2 separate regions of the Zea mays genome follow, and region 2 is linked to region 1. A link is a contact called in public Hi-C data. All regions are on one chromosome and are shown on one strand. The core of a region is the stretch at or near the end of the contact, and the rest is flanking DNA. Distances in the headings are between cores, read along the strand shown.

Evidence for each region. Hi-C and Micro-C count contacts between places; a contact is called where the count stands out from the background.
Region 2: a Hi-C map of tassel shows a contact between it and region 1, with 6 times the contacts expected there. The contact joins the enhancer-like site here to the promoter of LOC100194144 in region 1. A contact is called at or near these places in 4 of 25 Hi-C or Micro-C datasets (bundle sheath, leaf and tassel).

The regions. Positions count from the first base shown.
Region 1 is chr3:107,862,501-107,868,604 of Zm-B73-REFERENCE-NAM-5.0, forward strand. It overlaps LOC100194144, which reads left to right and starts at 4,352. Exons shown (of 1, transcript NM_001139195.1): 1 at 4,352-5,225. The coding sequence starts at 4,358. The coding sequence ends at 5,143. It overlaps LOC103650301 (CSC1-like protein RXW8), which reads left to right. Exons shown (of 12, transcript XM_008675906.3): 7 at 1-13; 8 at 98-396; 9 at 717-996; 10 at 1,156-1,431; 11 at 1,508-1,741; 12 at 1,827-2,457. The coding sequence ends at 2,147. It overlaps LOC103650300, which reads right to left. Exons shown (of 2, transcript XM_008675905.3): 2 at 6,072-6,104.
Region 2 is chr3:108,173,857-108,180,022 of Zm-B73-REFERENCE-NAM-5.0, forward strand. No RefSeq gene overlaps it. Among protein-coding and RNA genes, the nearest start is that of LOC103650299, 110 kb to the left of the region's middle. Within about 2 kb of position 4,300, at least 15 of the 20 cell types and tissues checked have an H3K27ac peak or open chromatin away from gene starts, as enhancers often do. A contact at or near this core is called in bundle sheath, leaf and tassel, where this site is marked.

The DNA of each region.
Region 1 (6,104 bases), core at 3,102-5,601:
CTTAGACGATGAGGTTAAGCTTGCATGCATTTGTTCTTTTGCTTAACCTATCAGTTATTTAGAATAATTAGTAATTATCGTGTGGGATTGAATGCAGGAATGCACAACTGCTTTTGTATTTTTCAAAACTCGGTATGCAGCACTTATTGCGTCAGAAATACTTCAAACATCTAACCCTATGAAATGGGTTGCTAATCTTGCTCCAGAACCAGAAGACGTGTATTGGTCCAATCTTTGGCTACCCTATAAGCAACTTTGGGCTCGCCGTATTGCTACACTCCTAGGCTCTATCTTTTTCATGTTCATATTTCTGATACCGGTGACATTTATACAAGGACTATCTCAGCTAGAGCAGTTGCAGCAGAGGCTTCCTTTCCTAAGAGGAATATTGAAGAAGTGAGTACAGAACTTCCAGTTGTGCTCCCCTAATGACAGTATAAAAATCATCTTGATAGAGTTTGACATATGCTGTGATCTCATGTTGCTAGACGCCAATGTTTTCAAGTCGGACGACTTACTGGTCGTTCTGGCTGACCGACTAGGGCGATTAATCACGATTAGTCGGACGACTTGGACGATTAATTGTAATTGGTCCAAACCGACTTGGACGATTAATCGCGAATAATCATGATTAATCGGACGACTTGAAAACATTGCTAGACGCTATTCATTTATCTGTCTCCACAATATACCTATTAACTGTTATTTATGTGCAGGAAATACTACATGACTCAGCTAGTAACTGGGTACCTTCCCAGTGTCATACTGCAAATCTTCCTGTACATTGTTGCTCCAATTATGATGCTGTTTTCTACATTGGAGGGCCCTACATCTCACAGTGAAAGGAAGAGAAGTGCTTGCTGTAAAGTGCTGTACTTTACAGTTTGGAACATATTCTTTGCTAATGTATTATCTGGTACTGTCATTAGTCAATTGAATGTGTTATCAAGCCCAAAGGACATACCTGTCCAGCTTGCTAAAGCTGTACCTGGACAGGTAAATCACATTCTTTTTTTCCGGTTCATGCTATATAAAGAACAAGATCTTGGCTAAGATATATAAATTTCTTGCATATGCAAATATACTATATTTGTTCTGTATTTAATTTTCATCTAATATTTCTTTTGCTTTTCTGCAAATCTAATTTTACTCCAGGCCACTTTCTTCATCACCTATGTCCTGACCTCAGGATGGGCTAGTTTGTCATCTGAAGTTATGCAACTCTTTGGTCTGATATGGAACTTTATAATCAAATACGTTCTGAGAATGAGAGAAGATACAGAATTCGTTCCCTCGTTTCCTTACCACACAGAAGTACCAAAAGTTCTGTTGTTTGGACTATTGGGCTTCACATTTTCTGTGCTGGCTCCTCTGATCTTACCTTTTCTGCTGGTGTACTTTTGTCTTGGTTATGTTGTATACCGCAATCAGGTGAGAAGCTAGAGGATGTATCCTTGTTATTTACCCCAAATTTATCTGTAGCATGCTAATATACTATTCTTTTCAGTTGCTCAATGTGTATCGAACAAGGTATGACACAGGTGGTTTGTATTGGCCAATTGCATACAACACAGTCATATTCTCACTTGTGCTCACCCAGATCATCTGCCTTGGTGTATTTGGCCTTAAAGAATCGCCGGTAGCTGCAGGCTTCACTGTACCTCTTATCATCCTTACTCTTTTGTTTAACCAGTACTGCAGAAACCGGCTTCTTCCATTATTCAAGACTTTTCCAGCACAGGTAATAACGTTAGTTCTTTAATAATATCATGTTGAAATGTCAGTTGCTATCTTGTGATGTTGACTGCTGCAATGTGATTGTGCAGGATTTAATCGACATGGACAGGGAAGATGAACGATCAGGAAGAATGGATGAAATTCACCACGGACTTCATTCTGCTTATTGCCAGTTCGCTGACACTGTAGATGTGCCCTTGGATAAAATTGAAATCGTTGGTGGGGATGAGGAGCAAGGCTCTAGCTCGGGTCAGTCCAGTGTTAAAGAAACGTGCGAGGATCCCAAGAAGCACCTGGCTCACCCTACACTAAAAGGACTCCCTGTTAACCGCCTCCGGCATGCCGTGAGGTCGGTTACTTTCCTGATCAGATTGCAGAGAAGAGGTTTATCAGAACAGAAAATCGGATAATTAGTTAGCCGCCAACCCCCTTTGCTTGTTGGCTATATAAATGTACAGAGGCATACATGCATATACGATCGTTCCCTTAGAAGAGAGAAGGGCTAATGTAGAAGTCTGTGGGAGAACATCATCATGAGTGTTGAGGTGCAATTTTGTTTTGTCGCATGGATGAGTTTGTTGGTTCTGCGGGTTATCTGGCAGATTCAGCTACCCAAACCTTAGCCTTGCACGTTGATGAAATTAATGCTCATGGTTTTGTTGTAAGAGATTAATGTGGCCAAAGTGATCTAGATGTATAATGTCCTCCTCTCCATTGGTTTGTGTTTGAGCCTCGCAACTTTAGCAGGTCTGTTAGTCTTCATGCGCCAATCATATTGAGGTATTGAGAATTATACTAATTGGTTTGTCTGACAAGCTGTAAGCATGTTAGTCCATGCTGTCGAGCAGCAGGTGTGGAGGTTCTTAACATGTAGCATTGAGCTGGTATCTGCATATCTGCAGCTGTTGGGTATCATATTCCTTTTTTTAAGAACATGACCTTGGCGACGTCTTACCACGTTTTTTTTATTGAAAGTAGAATTACGCGATGCAATCATAAGAGACCCTTATACCGTAGGTTATAAACCATAAAAGATCATAAGAGACCCTTATAGCGTAGGTTATAAACCATAAAAACTAATTTGGAAACAAGTAGATTGGAGAGTCTAAAATTATATTTATATTTAATTTAAATATAAAGAGGATTTAAGCCTCTCAAGCCTCTGACTCCCAAACTAGTTCTAGCTCTAACGGAAAAGAGAATTGAATTAGCTAAAATCTCCATCCTATGGAAGAGGATTTTAGCTCCCCGAGGATTTGTTTGGAAAGGATATTGGATGGAATTGAGGAGCCTAAAATCTTATTACTATTCTAACAAACCTTCAATCCTCTTCAACTCCTTTGTTTCCCAACTAGTTTGCTTCTCAATTGGTTCCGACTGGTAGCATTTTCAACGGAACATGTCTTTAAAGATGGTTTTTACTGTAAAGGTCTGTTTGGGAGCAAGTGACAAGTGTAATGAAGATGATTGAGGAAGCTACAATCTCTTACTATTTAATTTTGAATAGTAATAGATTATAGCAACATCAATCCCCTCCAATCTACTTATTTTCGAACACACTAAAGTGCATCTGTAATAGCTCCTTAAAACCTTAATCTCAATCCTCTTTTTAGAGAAAAAAAAACCTTTCCAACCGTTTTCTAGCTGTGCTCCTTAAATTGCCGCACGCGTATATCACCCCACACGCGGCGCAAATATTCGCCGGGCAGGCAGGCACCGTGCTCCCAATCCGCCGCTAGTTTTCCAATTCGCGCGATTTCCTTTTGGCGCCATCCGTGAGCTTCGGCAGCAGGTATCGCGCGAGGCGCTGCGTCCCTGTCGAGCAGACCTGCTCCCTCCTCGAGCAACGGTACGCTTCCCTCTCTGTGGAGTTCGATTGCTCCAAGGACGAGGCCGCCCAGCTTGCCTCCTCCCAAGCGGAAATACATCCACGAGTAGATCGATTTGGACGCAAAGGACGAGCGACTCCGGCTGAACTCTGAGCTAATGGAGATGTTGTTGGAGTTGTTGGACGCAAAGGACGAGCGATTTCCTTTTGGGAGTTGTTGGAGTATTAACAAATTTTTTTAGGAACTAAATTTTTAAGAGGTTCCAATTTTTATGTATTAGGATAAATATTTTCAGAGCTAATGGAGATGCTCTAAGAGATGGTTTTCCGAGAGTGTTATAAAATTCAAGTGGTATTAGAGGTGGTTTTTACGATTTTTCCCTGTCATGTAATGTATCAAGATGTGATCTATATCATTGGTTTCTGAGGAGCTATGAATCACTACTACTTTATGTATTTCAGCCAGGATGTTTTCATTTACTAGCAAATTATTTTCAGGATGCTGGAGGCATGGCTCTACAAGATGGGCCATTCTGATATACTCCTACATGAGGCCCACTTATTGAAGGCAGGAGAAGACGTTTGGGTTGGGCCCAGTCGAGCAAGGACCGTGTGGTCTGGCGCGCGGTCGACGGCATGGGTCGCGTGGCCGTCGAAGAATAGCAGCGCACGTGTCCAGCTTTCAGTGGCATGCATGCATAGCCGGCCAAAAAATAGCAGCGATTCGTTGCTACAAAGAGCATGCATCTGGATTGGAACAGAGGCGAATGCCGCATGATGCGTCGCCGAGCCATGACGATGACAATAGCCGCCGTGCTCTGCCTGCTCCTCTTCTCTGGCCGTCTCGCCGCGGCGGAGAAGACTTTCCGCGGAGGCGGAGGCGGAGGCTACGGCGGGTTGGAGGCCGGTGGCGGAGGCGGCGGCGGCGGCTACTCCACCCCGAGCGAGGCAGCGCCATCCACGCCTGCCGCTGGGGAGACGACGACCCCTTCGTCAGGCGGCGGTTACTCCACCCCTAGCGAGGCAGCGCCATCCACGCCTGCCGCTGAGGAGACGACGACGACTCCTTCGTCAGGCGGCGGGGGTTACGGCGGTGCAACCGGCAAGGCTTCCTCAGGCGGCGGCGGGCTGGACCCCGACGGCGACCCAGAGGTTGGGCTGAACGGGAAGGCGATCGAGGAGATCGTGAACGAGCACAACGTGTTCCGCGCCAAGGAGCACGTGCCTCCGCTGGTGTGGAACGCGACGCTGGCCAGGTTCTCGCAGCAGTACGCGGAGACGCTCAAGGGCAACTGCCAGCAGATCCACTCGTCGTCGCCGTACGGGGAGAACCTGATGGAGGGCACCCCGGGGCTGACCTGGAAGATCACCGTGGACGGCTGGAGCGAGGAGAAGAAGAACTACCACTACAACTCAGACACCTGCGACCCCGGCAAGATGTGCGGCCACTACAAGGCCGTCGTCTGGAAGACCACCACCAGCGTCGGCTGCGGACGCATCAAGTGCAACAGCGGCGACACCATCATCATGTGCAGCTACTGGCCGCCGGGGAACTACGACGGCGTTAAGCCATACTAAAATATATATCGACCCATTGCATATATATGTTGCAGAGCTTTTTATTTTGGCAACATATCTAGTGCACATGATCTGCTGGTACACATCATACACATATTTCGTATGATTGGATGTATGCGCGAGCGCATGCAGGCTCGCCTAATCCTGTCCCGCGGGATACGGCCGATTCCCCGCGCCCTGGGCATGCAAGTGAACGAGCCCTTTTTAGATCTGACCTGCACCGACGCATACCGGCTCGGATAGTGCTGTGCAGGTAAACAATCAAACACGCAACTACAGTCAGCAGCTACGGTCAACGCATCCCACGGGCCTGGACACAGCCGGCCAGGAAACCAATCATACGGATTAAATCCTGTCCTTTCATTTAAGATCCAGTGTCTTACAATTATCTCATCTCTCTCCTGCCTTTTTGCTAAAATGGCCTCCCATCTCTCTCACTTCCTGCCATGTCGTTTTTTAGAAACCCGCCCGGCGGACTGTTTATGTCCTTGATTAGAGCGGTGGGAAGATAAACAGTCCGCTAGATTTTTTTGCGTGCTAGATTTTTTTCTTCCTCCGGTCAATCAAATATAAATGTATTGTATAGGTGAATATATAGTGGCGTTTTCATGCACCAACAGGCTGAACGAACAAGATCAATGAGCATATTAAATCTAGTACATGTATAGTGTGCTCAAACCGGTACCGTACTCATATGCGCATATTAAATCTAGAGCGTCTATTACACATCCGATGGCAACAACCAATTTTGCGAAATACTCCTTCCACCTCTCCCCACATCCCAGTGTATTAAATCGCGGGCTAAGAGGTTTAGCGGCTGGGTTCCAGAACAGCTAAGTCCAGCTATAACCGGCTATAGCGGAAGCTAAACATTTTAGCGGATTTGCAAAAAAAAAAAAATAGAGTATAAATTTGACACAGATGAATAGACAACAAATTTGATAGTCATACATATTGTCAT
Region 2 (6,166 bases), core at 3,050-5,549, 310 kb after region 1:
TTTTCCTTCTGTAAAAGCTTCGTCAGATGTGGCCCCAGTGGGCTTAGCTTGATAGGCAAGGATTCAGTCATTACCTTTAGAATTTCTTCCATGTCGGCAGCAGAAGGTGTTGAAGGAGTCTCTTCTTCTATATCAGTCGCCTTCTGCTTCGGAGCCGCAACTTTCCTTTTCTTCGGAGCAACTGCCTTCGGCTCAGGGCTCAATTTTCTCTTCTTCAGAATTTCTTCATCTTCTTTAACCATTCTAGCAGCTTGTCTACCCACACACTAACAATTCTTTTTCTTTTTTTCCCTTCGGCACCCTTGTTCAATCGCTCATAGTCAGGATATTCAAAATTCAGGGCATCCATTACACGATTCAATCTTCGCTTCAGACGAGCGCCGAAGGCTACAGTCATCAATTGATCTTCTTTTTCATATAATTTCCCAAGATCTCATTGCACATAACTTCAATTGTATCTAACCATTCTTGGCAGGGTTCTTTGAAGTGTTTTTTGAACTTAAAATGATAGGGCAGCCAGACGAGTTCATTCTTCCTCTTCTCTCCTTTAAGCTTCGGCATACCCCATTCCCTTAGCGTTGGGAATACTCTGTTGGCTAAATATTCCTGAACTAAATCTCTAGTACCAATATGTGCAGATACAATTCTAAATTCGCCCACAACATCTGGGCATGGTGCCCCCGGCGTCATATTGCACTGAGGCCTAGTCAACCCGAAGGTTAGTTCCAGCGGGCTCTGAACCAGCTTCTCCTTTTTCTTATCAATTTTAACATAAAACCATTCAGTTTTCCACCCGGTCGGCCACTTAGTGCGGTAGCTAACCATAGGTGTCTTCATGTCCTTGCGGTACGCAAAATTATAACAGTCAAAGTTCTCGTGCAGTCCATCCTCCCTAGCCTTCGTCTGATAGTGAAGTTCGTGTACTCGGCAGAAGGGTTCGGCAAGCGACTCGGCTCCTTGGCTTCGGAGAGCCCAGATAAACACGTTGAGCCTAACGATAACGTTAGGAGTCAGCTGATGAAGATAAATCTCAAAATTTTCTAGCACGTCTGCAATCATTCCGTGCAGAGGAAACCTCAACCCTGCTTTGAAGAAGCTCTTAAAAACTACCACTTCATCACTTTATGGTTTCGGGATAGTCTCTTCCCCGCCAAAGCGAATCAACTTCTTCTCGGCTTCACTGAAGTAGCCTAGCTTCGTCATCATGGGCATGTCAGCTTCAGACATAGTCGACTTCCCAAAATCCAAATGGCTGGGCTTGGATGGCGTAGCGGTGTTATAATCAATCCCTTCTTCACCAATATCGCCCTCTTCAATATTTGCCTGCTTGGCTTCAGTAGCAGGTGCACCTTCGTCAGAAACGCCCTCCGTTACAACCAGTCTCGACCACCTCATAACTTCGGAGATTGGCGCAGTCTCAGTAGCTTTGGTCTCCTCTTCGTCACGGGTTATCCTAGCTGTCGAGCGCACCCTGGCCATTTAATGCTGAATTTCTCGCGTTTTGGCAAAGTTGAATGTTTTTTGTTTTTTTCGAAGCTCTCTCTCTTGTGACGAAGCTAAAGTAAAATGATACTTCGATTGAGAATGCGGTGAATGAGCTTTGGCTGTGGTCAAATTTTTCGGCAGCACAACAGAACAATGGCAGTAAATGTTGTGGTAACTTCACACCTACCCGTCTGTTTATATAGTGCTGCAGGTGAGAAGGTGAATCGTCAAGCCGCTCGCACCCACCGAACAGTCGCTCGCACCCACTAAACGGTGGACCATAGTGCCCAAGAAGATGAATCACCAAATCACGCGTACCCGTTGTATGCTGGGACCACCCTTCACTCGGAATATTTAAATCGTTTCTCGACAACGAGCTGAGGGAAGGTGTTTTTCGGACATTCGGCATTCCGAAGCCTGAGAGAATTTTTCACGGGTCGAGCTCGTTACGAAAAACGATCTGGCACCGTGAAGGGGCTACTGTTAGGGGTCTGCTTCGTCGCCGAAGGTCCAATAAGAAGAAACACCTTTGAAAGTTGGACACAAAGCCGAAGCTATTAATCAGAGAGCTTCGGAGTATATTTCCAGATGCACCGACTTAAAGATGAAATGACCAATCAGCCCATGATAGCTTGTGTTATGATTGTAATCATTTGAAAAGGGCACGAATGTAATTTCTCACAGGTTGTGTCCTGTGCCTATAAATAGATGAATAGTACCCCTGTACTGTTCACGCTATCTTGTATTCGCTCGTGCGTAACACTCGGATTTTTGCCTTATATCAAGCCGAAGGTATAAATGTAATTAAAATATTGCCTTTATATTTATCCAAGTTTATATAATGAAGATATGTGAATGATGTTACATGATTATTCATATTATCTTTCATGTTTCACATGCTTTGTCTTTCATAAATATATACCGTGATGATGAAGGTACGTCCTTCATGACCTTCGTCCGAAGATCGTTATATCCTGAGGGAAATAATGCTTCGAAGGACGAAGGACATTAACATTTAATACTTCGTGTTGCCTTGTTCTTAACTCATAGCATTTTAGAACAAGTCCCCAATAATAATCATGATTTTGTTAATCATCATGGCATAGTTAGGTTAAACCTGATGGGACCTAATAGGTTACCTAGTTTTGTTTATCCTACATCTTGCATACAAATGAATTATTGAGTAGTTTTGCTATTGCTTTACCTGGTTTTGGGATTAATGTTATATATGCACTATGATCATGTCTTATTATTGTTGTTGGCTTTATTATTATATACGTGATAAGATCATTTTGTTAATTGGAACATGGAGCGACCACCCGAGACAATAGTGCAATCACAAGGACTATATGGCTCTAGTCTTGGCCAAGTAATTAGAAAGCTAGTGTGATATAATCCTTTCCCGAAAGGGACAAGCGTGGAGATAGTGAATAGTGTTGGCTGTAATTACAGCGATGGGGTTATAGACCATGGAAAAAGGAATATGTTTCCTTCGTTTTGAAACCGTGCGCTTTTTCTCATGCTAGTGTAACTTTGTAAATGCCTCGTAGTGAGCCCTGGCCTACTCACCTTAGTAGCGTTTAACAATCCTGCAACCTAAGGCAAATAAGGGAATCACAACTTGTGGGTAACGATGTGTCACCTCTATAGAGTGTAAAACTAATATATCACCCATGCTCAAGGTCATAAGCGGCTCAGACCCTCACATGAGTAATTTATGGAACTAAATTTAAACATGTCATGCTTTGCATTGTGGGATCATTATATGATATTTCTATATTGATCAAGTATTTAATTGGATTGATATATACTTATACTTAGTAATTGCTAATAAAATTTTGACCAACTTAATTAAAAGTTATGCTCAGCCTTAACCAAATTCCTTGGTAAGCCTTACACTACACTTTTCCTCACACTTGTTGAGTGACGACCATATGGGAGCTCACCGTTGCTATAATCTTATCAGATCAAGAACATGTATCGCCAGAGGAGGACTACTACGACGAGATCTAGGCGTCGTCTCCAGTCAACTATGGCGCCGTGAAGATAGTTATCTTAGTTCGAATTATTTTATTATCAGTTATTTTGTAAAACATTCTCGTTATGTAATAAAAATTATGACATTCGTCTATATACATTGATTCACTGTATGTGTGATATTTGACTTTGGCGCACATATGAGATACATCCGGATCTGCTCTTAAATCCGGGTGTGACACATCCAAATTTATTTCAACTCACAGATGCATTGGGATAATATAAAGGAGAGGGGTGAGATGCATGTGTATTATTGTTGGGGATATAAGCTAGGGTCAGAAAAAAGCTCGAGACTCGCAAGCCGGCTAGCGAGTTATGCCAAATTAATTAATCTGTAAAATAGCTATGGATGTTAAATAATTCTTTAGATAATAAACTTGTTTCAAAGCTTTTGATGATGAATATATAATGATACATAATTTAGATTTACTCATAATATTGAATGATAATTTTATATTCAACACTTATATATTTTTAATTTATTTTATAATGTAATAATATTTATCAAAGTACGGCAGCTCGCGAGCTCCATGCCCCAGCTGCTGCATGCTCACTGCCAATCACAACAAAGCTGATTGGTACGTGAGTGCAGTGCAATGAGCAAAATTCTCGGGCATCCTGTGCTCTCTCTCTCTTTCTTCAGTTGTCTTGTGCAGGAATTTTCTTTGTGCGTGCTGTGCTGCTGGTCAAAAATGATGTGCTGGTCAGGTGTGGCCCAGTCAAGCCCAGCACGTCCACTAGCCGTTTCAGAATCAAGAGCTGAGAGAGACAGGGACTCATATAGGCCTGCCCAGTTCATTCATACTGGCCCGTCTGTCCGGCTCGACCCGATCCGACCCGGCTCGGCCGAGCACTAACTCAACACAAATGTGTTCCACACACACACTTCCAGGCTCCAGGCAAGTGATCAGTAAACCATTCTGTTTTAGATATGATCTGTAAACCATATCGGCTTAACCAGTTGCTGTCAAGAGATTGACATGTACCGGCCGGCAAGCCATGCTAGTTTCGTCAGTTTCCTGTGCAGAGTTGACATAAACCAGTGTCTCTGTTCAGAGTTGACATGGAGCAGTGGTCAATGATAGATTACCGATACCATCATGCTAATATATTGGCCATGTTTAGTTCAGCTTTTTTCTTATAAACTTTTCTGATAATCTGGCTGTGGAGAAAATCTAGTTGTGAGGAGAATCTAAGTATAGTAGAGATTGCGTGCGGAGAAAGATTAATGTGTGGTTCAGAATCTAGAAAGTGATAGATTCCTACTATTGCAGCGACTCGACCAATTCTGTGTTCACGTGATTTTGGATGATTTTTACCAAATCGATTATTATATAAGCGGACTGAAAAACTAAGTGTTTGACAATCTACATCAGCTTCTGGTGGCCAAAAACTCAAAAAAACAGAAACAAAAGGGGCTAATTATCTACGCGCATCTAGCGTATTCATTTTCTGCTGGAACCAGAAATGGAGGGCACTGTGATCTGAAAACACTACTGGACAGTGCAGCAGAACTCCATATCAACTTGCACGCAGAAAGCAAGCACAGTGCAGCTGCTAATCCTGCGGTCTCCACGGGGGACAAGGAGAAAAACCCTACCTCAAGTGGGTGCCAATCCCAATCATTGCTCACACTTTAGGAGGATAAAGCAGCATGCTGACAAATGTAAAGCCTCTTCGTCTCTAGAAAAAGGAAATATTTATAGCCCTCACGAACAGTGAGATGGAGGACTGTAGTAGTGTGTAGGCTGCATCAAAAAGTAGCAGCAATTTTTTTTAAAAAGAACATCAAGTGAGCGCTACTGCAGAATCAGCTGCTAATGCTTCTTCAGTAGTGGCCTGAATGATGTGCCACGCATTAGTCTGCCAGTAGTTTGTTTGCAATGTGTGCACACGCCAACCTGCATCTTTTTTCTGCTCAGCCAGCAGCGCTTAGCAGTTTAGTGCCCGAATTACTACTTTTGTTTAGTACTCCTATATTCGCTTAATTGAGCACTGAGGTATACGTACTGTTGAGTGAGATTAGATTTGGCTGAAGACTTCATCAGTCAACATTATTCGGTCTCTACCTAGAATATTAATATTGTCGGTGCTAGGTACCAACAGCGCACTACGAGGTGTTTCATGAAGTGGTTTTGGGGGACGGCGACGTTGATCGCACCTCGATGGTTCTACCCGGAGGGGATGACGCCTGGGAGCTGCGCCCGGGAGTCCGGAAACCATCGATAGGACCGATGACGTCGGACCTAGACCTACGCAACGTCCGGGTCCGCCACGTGTCCTAGAGGGGAAGACGCTCGGGAGCTGCGCCTACGAGTCCGGACCCCATCGATAAGGCTAATGACGTCGGACCTGGACCCGCGTAGGGGCAGGTCTAGGTAGGGGCGGACCCACAGGGGGTCCCGGTGAGCCCTGGCACACCCTAAGCCAGGCCCACTGGGGACCCACCCCGGCCATCCGTTCGTTTCCATCTTCTACGTGACTTTCCAACTTCTACGTTCCTGGAGACCTGGCGCCTAGCATCTCGCGTAGTCGCGTTCCTGACTTCCTGGCGGCTGGCACCTTGGCTGGGCAGCTGGCATCTCGGCGTTCTGGCAGTCGTTCCTCACGTCTAACATCTTGCTCGCCTGCCCGATCGGCTCGC